Regions from separate parts of the Mus musculus genome. Here regions 1 and 2 are each linked to region 3. The links are chromatin contacts, called in public HiChIP or PLAC-seq maps. All regions are on one chromosome and are shown on one strand. Each heading gives the region's core, a stretch centred on a gene start, on an enhancer-like site or on the middle of the called end of the contact. The rest is flanking DNA. Distances are from core to core; before and after follow the strand shown. Region 1 holds the start of Vhl (von Hippel-Lindau tumor suppressor). Region 2 overlaps Irak2 (interleukin-1 receptor-associated kinase 2). Region 3 holds the start of Jagn1 (jagunal homolog 1).

Region 1 (3,482 bases), core at 576-3,075, 180 kb before region 3:
TAAAAGAAAGCATCTAACTGAGGCTTACTGAGCGTTTCAGGGGTTTTAATCCATCCATCATCAGCATGATGGGAAGCATGGTGGTACCCAGGCAGACTTGGGGCTGGAGAAGTAACTAAGGATTCTCTACATCCAGATCCAAAGGTGTAGCCAGTGAGATTGTGAGTTTGGTTTAGGCTTCTGAAACCTCAAAGCCCATCCCTAGTGGCACACTTCCTCCAACCAGGCCACACCTACTCATCCTTCACCACTTTCAAACTAATCCTTAGGACTACACCCTAAGCATTCAGATATATTAGCCTATAGGAGTCACTCTTATTCAAACTGCCAAGGTTAGGGTTTCTTTTCCCAAGTAAGAGCAGGGACCTCGGATCCCTGGAGCTGGAGTAATGGAAACTTGTGAGCTGCCTGACCTGGGTACTGAGAAGCTAACCCTGAAAGAGCAGTATAAACCGGCCTTGGTGACAAAGGCCTTTGCTTTAATCCCAGTACTCAGGGGGCAGAAGGAAGTTGGATTTCAGTGAGAGGCCAGCCTGATCTACAAAATTCCCACATCACTCAGCTGTCTGGCTGGTTGCTTCAGACACAATCTTGGGGCTTAGCCAAGGCTGGACTTGCACTCAGTGAAATCCTTCTGTCTTGGCCTCCTGAGTCCTGGGCTACCACACACAGATCTGGGTACATTTTTTTTCAATACATAAATAAGGCAATGTCAAACAGCCCCAATTCACTACGGCTAAAATCAACTTTTGAACTTTTTCTCTCACTGTTTGGCGGCAAACCAAAAAAGCCTGGTGCAGTCATCTTGCCTCGGTTTTCTGAGTCCTGGGGATTGTACACCTGAGAGCGGCTTCACTTGTTTTTCATAGCCATCCAGTCATGACACTGATAGAACTGACTGACTTCCACTGATGCTTGTCACAGTTAATAAGCTTACGTGGTCAGGCTTGGTACAAACCTGAAATCAGTGGCGAAGGCAGAAAGATCGAGAGTTCAACCCGTTATCCCATACTCACTTGTTTTCGGCCAAGACGCCAATCGGTAAAGGTGATCCCCCAACTACAACTGTTAACTCCCTCAGCTGACTTATCCTACTCCGGTTCTCCTAAGCTGCGTGCTCTTTCTTCACCTGGACGCACCCACACTCTGCCCATGCTTTCGCAAACCTCTAAGCTCGGTGCCTAGCGCAGCAATTATGACACAGGCTGGTTCTTGTCTGTTCATACATTTTTTTTGTCTGTAACCCTCCAAGTTGTCATCACCAAGGCAGGTTCGCATGCCGAACCTGACCGGGAACTGGGTTAACACTGCATCCGAAATCACTGGTAGGGGCCGGGCATTTTCTCGGGGTAGATGCAGTGGGTAGGGACAAGATGCTCGGGGTCGGAGAGAAAGCGCCCCGCCTGTTACAGCAGCAGCGGCCTAGCGCGCGGCTCGTACCTCGGTAGCTGTGGATGCGGCGGCCGGTGCCCGGTGGTAAGATCGGGTAGGGCTGAGGCTCGCCGTCGAAGTTGAGCCACAAAGGCAGCACGACGCGCGGGCTGCGGTTGCAGAAGATGACCTGAGAGGGCTCGCGCGAGTTCACCGAGCGCAGCACCGGCCGCGGCCGCCCAGCCTCCATCTCCTCAGGACCGGGCTCCCCCGCCGCCTCCTCTGGACTGGCTGCCTTCCGGGGCATTATTGGAACGGGTCCCTCGGATTCGCAAGCTGGACGTGGGCGGCGCGTGCGTGCGTGCGGATCTACGCGCTCCGGGACAGGTCTGCCGGTCCCAGACGCGCTCCGGGCAACTTGAAGGCGGAAATGGCCGCCGGGAGCCCTCAAACTGGGGGGCGGGGCGGCACGGAGCCAGGGGCCGCGGCGGTGGGCGGGGCCGCAGCAGTGGGCGGGGCGGCGGGGCGGCGGGGCGGGGCCGCGGCGGAGCCCCGGGTTATAAATTCCACCTCCTACAGTTGGGTTTCTGTTTGTTTCCTTTCCTTTTCTTTTTCCTTCTTTTTTTTTTTTCCCCCAAGATAGAGTTTCTTCGTGTAATCCTGGCTGTCCTGGAACTCACACCCTAGATCAGTCTGGCCTCGAACTCTCGGAGATCTGCCTGCCTCTGCTTCCAGAGTACTGGGATTAAAGCCGTTATCTCCATGCCAGAAAGACTTGCTTTGAGGTAGGGTCTCACTATGTAGGCCTAGAACTCATTATGTATATCCGGCTTGTCCTGAACTCAAAGATCTCCCTGCCTCAGACTCCAGAGAACAGGGACCAAGGGCAGTTGGATTTTTTTTTTTTTTTTTTTTTGGGTAGCATTGTTTCCCCCTGGCTGGTCTGGAATTCCGTGTACAGACCAAACCAGCTTCAAACTTAAGAGTGATCTCCTGCCTCTGACTCCAGAGTGCTGGAATTACAGGCATGAGCCTCATATATATATATATATTTTTTTTTTTTTGAGTGTACTTAAATTTAATTTCTTCTCTTAAGATCTCCACGGGCTTGCCATATTTCCCCTTCTGCCTTTGCTTTTTGGTTTTTCAAGACAGGGTTTCTCTGGGTAGCTCCAGCTCTCTTGGAACTCACTCTGTAGACCAGTCTGACCTCCAATCTCCTGCCTCTGCCTCCCAAGTGTTGATATAAAAGCTGAGTACCACCGCTGCCGGGCCCACCTATGCTATTATTTAAAGTTTTTCTCATTGATGAGTTTGAGTCTGTCTCTATTTTTAACTACACATTTCAAAATGTCTTCCAGAGTACAAAAGTAAAACTTTCCCTCCTTTTCCATCTGCATTCCCAGAAAACAGTATTACCAGTTTTTGTTTCCTTTCAAACTTTTTTATGTTTGTGAATAGAATTTTAAAATATTTTGTCTTTTTCTTTTTAGACGCAGACTTATTGCATAGTTCCCATTGCCTTGCAGCTGAATATATATAGCCCAGGCTGGCCTCAAATTAGTGGCACTCCTGTGTCTGCCTCCCAAGTACTGGCATTCTAGATATGTGCTACCATGACTGGTTCAAAGAATTAGCATACAACTACTATCAGATAACATTCAGTGCCATTTTTCCATAGACATTTCTGGCAGAAGTTTCATCAGATGAGCTTTTTTTAAATGTACGGGCCGGGCAGTGGTGGCGCACGCCTTTAATCCCAGCACTTGGGAGGCAGAGGCAGGAGGATTTCTGAGTTCGAGGCCAGCCTGGTCTACAAAGTGAGTTCCAGGACAGACAGAGAAACCTTGTCTCAAAAACCCAAAAAACCAAAGTAAATAAATAAACAAAAAATTAAAAATGTACGGGTGTGCATGTGTGAGCTCATCCAGGGGCTGATGAACACAGGGAGGATTGGATTTCCTGGAGCTGGAGTCAGAAGTCGCTGTGAGCTGCCTGTTGTGGGAACTGGGAATTGAACCCAGGTCCTCTGTGAGAGCAACCAGTGCTCTTAACCACTGAGTCAGCTCTCCAGGGCTTCTAAATTCTCTTGAATTTTTAGTTCCCCATTT
Region 2 (3,088 bases), core at 348-2,847, 230 kb before region 3:
TGGATTTACCTTAGACTGGGGAGAGTCGGGTGCATCAGTTTTCAGGGAACAAGGGGCATCCATCTCGCACGGACGCTGCCGCTGGGCCCCAGCCATGATGGGCCCTAGAAAGGACAACACAGTCAACACTCTGCCTGGGGACGCATCCCGAAGCGACCTTTTCCCTCAGTCAGTGCTGTCACCTCCTGACACCGCGGAGGGGGTGGGGGAGGCCAGCTCCATGGTGTCAATCCTTTTAAGCCTGGTGACATCTTGCAACAGGTGCAATTTGTCATCTTGAATGACAGGAGGAGACCAGGAAGTGGGAGGTGTCCTGAGCAGCCGGGGTCACATGATGGGGGATGCCCCTGTGCTGCCCCTGTGCCACTGCCTGGCAGAGGACACAGAGAAACCTCCAGTGTGGTTCCACAGCAGATGCTGTTCTACCTGGGGTGGCCTGAAGGACTGGGGAAATCAAGGGCACGGAGGGGGAGGGGAGGCTCAGCACTCACTTGGTAAATACCCAGGCACCTCCATCCTGTGGGTACCAGTAGCCAGGGCTGAATCAAGCACCTATCATGCTACTTTGCAGAAGGGACTCAAGTATCCATAGACTCTGGTACCCTGCAGGAAGGAGTTCTGGAACCAGTTCCTCAATGGCCGCTGGGTCACCAGAAGTCTGATCATCACTGAAGCCGGCTGATGGAAGCATGAACCGTCTACTCGAGTGGGTTGGTCTGTTTGTTCTTGTTTTTGTTTTTTGAGACAGGGTTTCTCTGTGTAGCTCTGGCTACCCTGGAGCTCTCTGTAGACCAAGGTGCCTTTGCCTCATGAGAGCTGGGATTAAAGGCTTGCACCACCACCACCACCTGGCCAAGATTTTCCATTTTTTAAATGTTTTCAAAGAACTGTCTAAGGTTTCCCCGGATGGCCGGGCAAGGCAGAGCAGCCCAGCCGATGAAGTAACCATGGACCACCCTTGCAGCCTGGACAGCAGCACAGAGCCTTCAATGCACTGCTTTCGTTGTCTGTGTGGACACTGCAGATTCTTAATAAGAAACTACACATACTACAACATATACCACACACACAATATACACCACACACACCCATAAACACACCAAACTCCATGCATCACACACACACACACACTTCATACCATACCACACACACAATACACCATACACACACACACACACACACACACTGTACTGCAAACACTACATACACTGTATACACTGTTGCCACAGTGGATCACAGAGGGCCTAGTGTGTAACTTCCTGTCTGCTGAGCGCTGCACGGGTTCATGGAAGGTCGGGGACACACCGCAGGACCCATTCATCTCAACATAAAAGTCCTCAAAATACAACGCTCCAAGCGCCCAAACTTTTCCTCTAAAATAAAAAACGCCCTCAAACAGCAACTTCCCCGGACAGACCACAAGCCTGAAATCTGGGGCTTTCCCAGGGCTGAGTGGCCTCAGTAATCAATGGAAAGAATAACTCCTCCTGTTTCAACTCAGAAATAGAACTTCCGCTTCTGTGGGAGGGACTGCAGGGACAGGCCCAGTGGCCCCGGCACACCTGCTCCCCAGGGCCACTCAGGAATGTGGGCCACACAAAGGCTAATGGTGAAAGTACAGAGAGGCCCTGGCACCCGCCCGCTCCTCCCCCACCTCCCCTCTCATTATCTTTCTCCCTTTGGCAAAGGAACAGCAGTTTGGCCCGGGTCTGAGGACCTATCAGGAATTGGGGTTCATAGGTCAGCACATTTTTCCCCTTCCTTCTTCGATATCTTTAGTTACAGGAAATAGTCCTTGACTTAGCATTAACTGCCAGCCCCCTCCACACACACTTTTCCTCCTTTTTTTTTTCTTTTTTCTTTTTTTTCTTTTTTTTTTTTTTTTGAGATGGGGTCTCATTATGCAACCCTGGCTTGGAACTGGATATAGAAACTGTAGAGAGCACAAGGTCCTTGTGTTCACAGTCTGACTCCAGGTCCGACTTAGACCACACTAGATTCTCCCCTGGCCCCTTAAGAGCTATAGAAGCCATACTTTTTCTTTCTTTCTTTCTTTCTTTCTTTCTTTCTTTCTTTCTTTCTTTCTTTCTTTCTTTCCTTTTTTCCTTCTCTTCTCTTCTTTTCTTCCTTTTTCTTCTCTTCTCTTCTTTTCTTCCTTTTTCTTCTCTTTTCTTTTCTTTCTTTTTTCAAACTTGGAGACCTATCTTCCTCTGCCTCCAAGTGCTGGGATTAAAGGCATTATCCCCCACCACCCAGCTAGAATCTGTGAGGACAGGACAGCCAGCCCTGACCTGATTGCCCGGTGGTGTTGCCTGCCCAGAAATGAGCTACTCCAGTCTTCCAAGCACTCAGACCTGAGCGACCATTCACACGCATCCCCTGTAATGACTAAAGAAACATCATATGGAGCCAGGCATCCGGTAAAGGCCACGGACCTGTTGCTCTGGAATGCCTGGAGATCCTGGGCCTGCGGGGGAGATCAGAATAGGACAATGGGCTGTGAGGTGTTAACATCTATCTGCCTCTGAGTCTGTAAAGCCTGCTTCTCACTATGGGAAGGGATGGCGTGGTCTTTTATTACTATGTAGCAGGAAAGTAAGGAACAGCTGAGGGAAGTGAAACATTCTCCAGCCCAGCTGTGGCTTCCATCGGCAGTTGTTTTGCACACCTTTCTACTGGCTATGGAGTTGTTTTTAACTGGATTTCCCTGTCCCCTCACACAGATCCATATGGTTACCAGCTCTGGTATCTGCAGAGGCACATGCCTAAAGAAACCATGTTGGCCTGGAATTTTCATTCACACACATACACACACACACACACACACACACACACACACACACACACACACACACCATCCACCCAGCTAAGGTGCCTGATTCTCTGCAATAGGATGCAATGGGCTCTGTTCTTACCCATTTACAGATGGAGGAACTCAGAAATGATGAGGCTGAGAGGGAATGTAAGCACTGGTGGGTCAACCTCTGGCCCAAGCCCCTAACAGTGACTGCTCCATGCAGGACTGGCTAGCTTCGGGCTCCTCAGTGAGCTGCATTTTATGGCTCTGGGATCTTGAGCTTGCAGGCCA
Region 3 (3,482 bases), core at 796-3,295:
ACATAAGCTGTAGGTGAAAGGGCTGTTCGAGCTTTGCTTCGTCTACCAAATGTATGTGTGTGTATGCATACATGTGAAGTTGTTGGAGCTTGTTGGAGATTGCATCATCTACCAAGTGTGTGAGTGTGTGTGCCTGTATTACATCACTGCCAACCCCACATCCCCACCTTGGATCACTGAACACAACTGTCAGAGTTGGCCGTCAACAGATAGCTAATTCAATCCCATGTGCACAATAAGCTTAAGGCTTGACTGCACCCTTTGGTCCCAGGCCCTGGGGGAAAGGAAGGAAGTGCATGCTTGGGGACTGGTCCCACTGGATCTCTATCCTAACGTCCATGGCCGTCAGCACCCCTCCTTTCCCCAAGGTGAAATGGAGGGTGCTGTGGGGGCCTGCCCACTCCATGGCAGTGCCCTGAAGGAGTCAGACTACCATGGCATCGCAGGCCCAGAGGGCAGACATTTTTTCTAGTTTTTAATTGGGGTGTGGGAGGGTTTGGGGAGGTTTTCTATCACTGTGTTGTTTTTCTGCTGAGGGTGGAATATTCTGCCCTTTTAATCAAGGTGATTGTGATTTTGACTAATAAAAAGGACTTTATAATTGAAGAAAAAAAAAAAAAAGACTTGACTGCATTGAAACTCTTTGTAAACTTCATGTGACATCTTCCATAAAGATAGGGTCTACAGGTGGTGTCACACGCCTTTAATCTTATCAGGCAGAGGTAGGTGGGTCTCTGAGTTTGATGCCAGCCTGGTCTACAAAGTGAGTTCCAAGAAAGCCTGGAATTACAAGGAGAAACCCCATCTCGAAAAACCACTAAAGGAAGGACAGAGGCAGGTGAGGGAAAGAAAGACTCAGTGCAGAACACAATACAGACAGGATGGATAGATAGCCTGTAAGAGTTTATCAAACAAATAAAGGAACGTAGAAAGATCTCCTTATATGGACGTATTCCTAAACCTCAGGATGGACAGGGTCACCTTTTACCACCCACATCCAGACAGCCCCAAGTTTAGCAGCCACCACACTCCTATGCTGTGCCTTTACACAAACGACTTGCTAATTCCTCACCAAAACCTAAAAATCATGAAATTTTCTCCCTCTAAAAATGTGAAAACTGAGACTCCAATTGGAAATAACCCGAGTTGGAGCTGGAGAGTAGGCTCGCTGCAGTGGAGGCGGTTTGGGTTCATGAACCACAACTCTAGCTTCCAAAATCACTTCTGACGTGTGGTTAGAGACATGGCTTGCCACCTTTCTGGGCTTGGCTCTCAGCACCAACCTCGGGTAGACTCCAAATGCCATGTGTAACTCCAGCTCCAACGCCCTCTACTGGATTCTGCGAGCAGTTGCTCTCACGTGCACAAATACACACACACACACACACACACACGAAATTAAAAATAAAAATCTTTAAAAATGTTAAGGAGTTCTCAGGCCAAGTGCATCCCTGAAAAGCCAGAAGCACTCAGGAGACTAAAGAGAAGGCTGTGAGTTCGAGATCAGCCTGGACGCTACCGTGGGATCTAGACTTGAAAAAGAAAAGTGGCAGTGGCGTTCCCAAGGTCACCCAGGGGGCCAGCACCGAACCACGAGCCTGTGCAGGCTGGATCCCCTCAAAGAATAAGTCGGACCAAGGTGGGCCACGGGGTTTCCCCGGCCTGGAAACAGAGCAGAGGTCGTTAGAGCAGGGGACCTGGCGGGTACACGACAACTGGCTGGGGGGCGACAGCGTGAGGACCACTGGCGTCGCTTCTTCCCAGGATCTGCAGGCTCCGCCGGGAAAGGCCTCGGTACGCCTGGCTCACCTCGTACCTCATCTGGTAGTGCATGGCGACGCGCTCCCGGTGCTGAAAGTCGCTGCCGTCGGTGCCGGCCGCTCGCGGGCCTGCCCGAGACGCCATTGTACAGAACTAAGGCCCCTAACGCCGACCCTCTGCTCACACACCCAGCCAAGCACCCTGCGAACCCCTTCCCTGCTACCTCGGCCCGGCTTTCACTACACGGCGTGGAGCTCCGGGAGAACTTCCGGCCTCTCTATCCTGGGAGGACTGACTCTGTGGTTCCTTCTTCGCGCATGCGTTCTTGGCCTTTCTGAGGTTCTTTGCCAGAGTAGAGCGATTGCGGAATTAACAGTCCCTAGAAATGGTTCACTGACCTGCCCAGAGATCCCATCGTGCAGAACCGAACCCCAGGCCGCTGATGCCGAGCAACCAAGCCCCCAGCAAACCCCTTTTAACTTCATTTAAAGCATTTAAAATAATTACTTGTGTATGGGTGTTTTGTCTGTCTGTCTATGCACCACGTGTGGTTTTTGTGCCTGCAGAGGCTGGAAGAGGACATAGGATAGATTTGCTAGCTATACTGTGAGTGCTGGGATTTAAACCTAGTTCTATTGACCTCTTAACGGCTGACCCAGACCTTAAGTTGTAATTCTTGAGACAGGGCTTCATGTGCTTCATGCTGGCCTCGAACTCTTGACGGTCTTTTTTGCTTCAATCTCCCAAGGCGTGATTATAGTCTTAAACCATACCTAACTAGACTTGGCATCTTTGCCCAGTGGCTTGTTGCACATCTATATTTCCTGAAGCTCCACACAACCTTGGGGTTAGGGTCCAGAGCAAAGACGTTATACAACGAAAAGTATAGGGTGGTCAATGCTGAGAGGCGTCACTCAGAGGCTGAAGCAGTAAAGAGGCATCTCTTCCTCCCTGCAATGCTCTCCATAGTCTGAGACCCTGCGTCCTGAGGGCTAACTGGAACAAAGATGGCTGTGAATATTTGTAATCTCCTCAACGTGAAAGGTGGAGGCAGGAACAGGAGGAGTTCATTGAGGCCAGCCTGGCCTGTGTTGAACGTTTGCCAATAAATTAATTAAATAATTAATAACTGGAGAGTTATTAACAGTGGTTAAGAGTACCTACTGTTTTTGCTAAGGACCCAGATTGTTTGTTTTATTGAGACAGAGTCTCACTATGTCCTGGCATTTGCTATGTGGGTAGCCTTGAACTCACAGAGTGTTCTCCTTGCCGGATGTGTTATACAGCGAATGCATGTCGGGTGCCAGGGGAAGTCAGGAGAGGCCGTCAAACCCCCAAATGCCCTGGAACTGGAGCGCTTGTTGTGAGCTACCATGCAGGCTCTGGAAATCCAACTCAGGTCCTTTTCAAGAACAATCGCTCTTAGCCACTGATCCATCTCACCACCCCTTTGGGGTTTGGCTCCCAACACCTACAGCTCACAACTCACTGAAACTCCAGTTCCAGAGTCTCTAGCACCCTCTTCTGGCCTAGGTGGGCACTGCATTCATACTGTATACAGACCTACACGCAGGTCAAATACCCAAACACACATAAGATTTTTTTAAATTGATTTTTATTTTTTAAGGCAAACAAATGGCTGTACTGGGCATAGGAGTGTATGCCTGTGATCACAGCACTTGGGAAGTTGAAGCATGAGTTTGAGGTCAGCCTAGGCAATA

The links. HiChIP or PLAC-seq counts read pairs in DNA pulled down with a chosen protein or histone mark.
Region 1: a contact with region 3 is called in a CTCF HiChIP or PLAC-seq map of the NIH/3T3 cell line, with 18 read pairs. The contact joins the promoter of Vhl here to the promoter of Jagn1 in region 3. A contact is called at or near these places in 13 of 39 promoter capture datasets (the 3T3-L1 cell line, 3T3-L1-derived adipocytes, the C10 cell line and 5 more), 5 of 15 datasets of contacts at CTCF or cohesin (the NIH/3T3 cell line, embryonic stem cells, large pre-B cells and 1 more), 18 of 484 Hi-C or Micro-C datasets (the AML12 cell line, CD8 T cells, Th1 cells and 12 more), 16 of 115 datasets of contacts at active chromatin or transcription factors (the NIH/3T3 cell line, the SCID.adh cell line, T-cell acute lymphoblastic leukemia and 7 more) and 4 of 9 other capture datasets (adipose tissue, embryonic stem cells, liver and 1 more).
Region 2: a contact with region 3 is called in an H3K27ac HiChIP or PLAC-seq map of embryonic stem cells, with 9 read pairs. The contact joins the enhancer-like site here to the promoter of Jagn1 in region 3. A contact is called at or near these places in 9 of 39 promoter capture datasets (the 3T3-L1 cell line, the C10 cell line, the HPC-7 cell line and 3 more), 1 of 15 datasets of contacts at CTCF or cohesin (large pre-B cells), 12 of 484 Hi-C or Micro-C datasets (B cells, CD8 T cells, the HL-1 cell line and 4 more), 10 of 115 datasets of contacts at active chromatin or transcription factors (the SCID.adh cell line, effector CD8 T cells, embryonic stem cells and 4 more) and 1 of 9 other capture datasets (adipose tissue).

The regions. Positions count from the first base shown.
Region 1 is chr6:113,622,337-113,625,818 of GRCm38.p6, reverse strand. Vhl (von Hippel-Lindau tumor suppressor) reads right to left here and starts at 1,825. Exons shown (of 3, transcript NM_009507.4): 1 at 1,441-1,825. The coding sequence starts at 1,678.
Region 2 is chr6:113,667,215-113,670,302 of GRCm38.p6, reverse strand. Irak2 (interleukin-1 receptor-associated kinase 2) reads right to left here. Exons shown (of 13, transcript NM_172161.4): 4 at 10-104. Among named protein-coding and RNA genes, the nearest start is that of Tatdn2, 28 kb to the left of the region's middle. Within about 2 kb of position 1,597, at least 232 of the 459 cell types and tissues checked have an H3K27ac peak or open chromatin away from gene starts, as enhancers often do. A contact at or near this core is called in B cells, CD8 T cells, adipose tissue and 6 more, where this site is marked.
Region 3 is chr6:113,441,132-113,444,613 of GRCm38.p6, reverse strand. It overlaps Jagn1 (jagunal homolog 1), which reads right to left and starts at 2,045. Exons shown (of 2, transcript NM_026365.3): 1 at 1,817-2,045. The coding sequence starts at 1,905.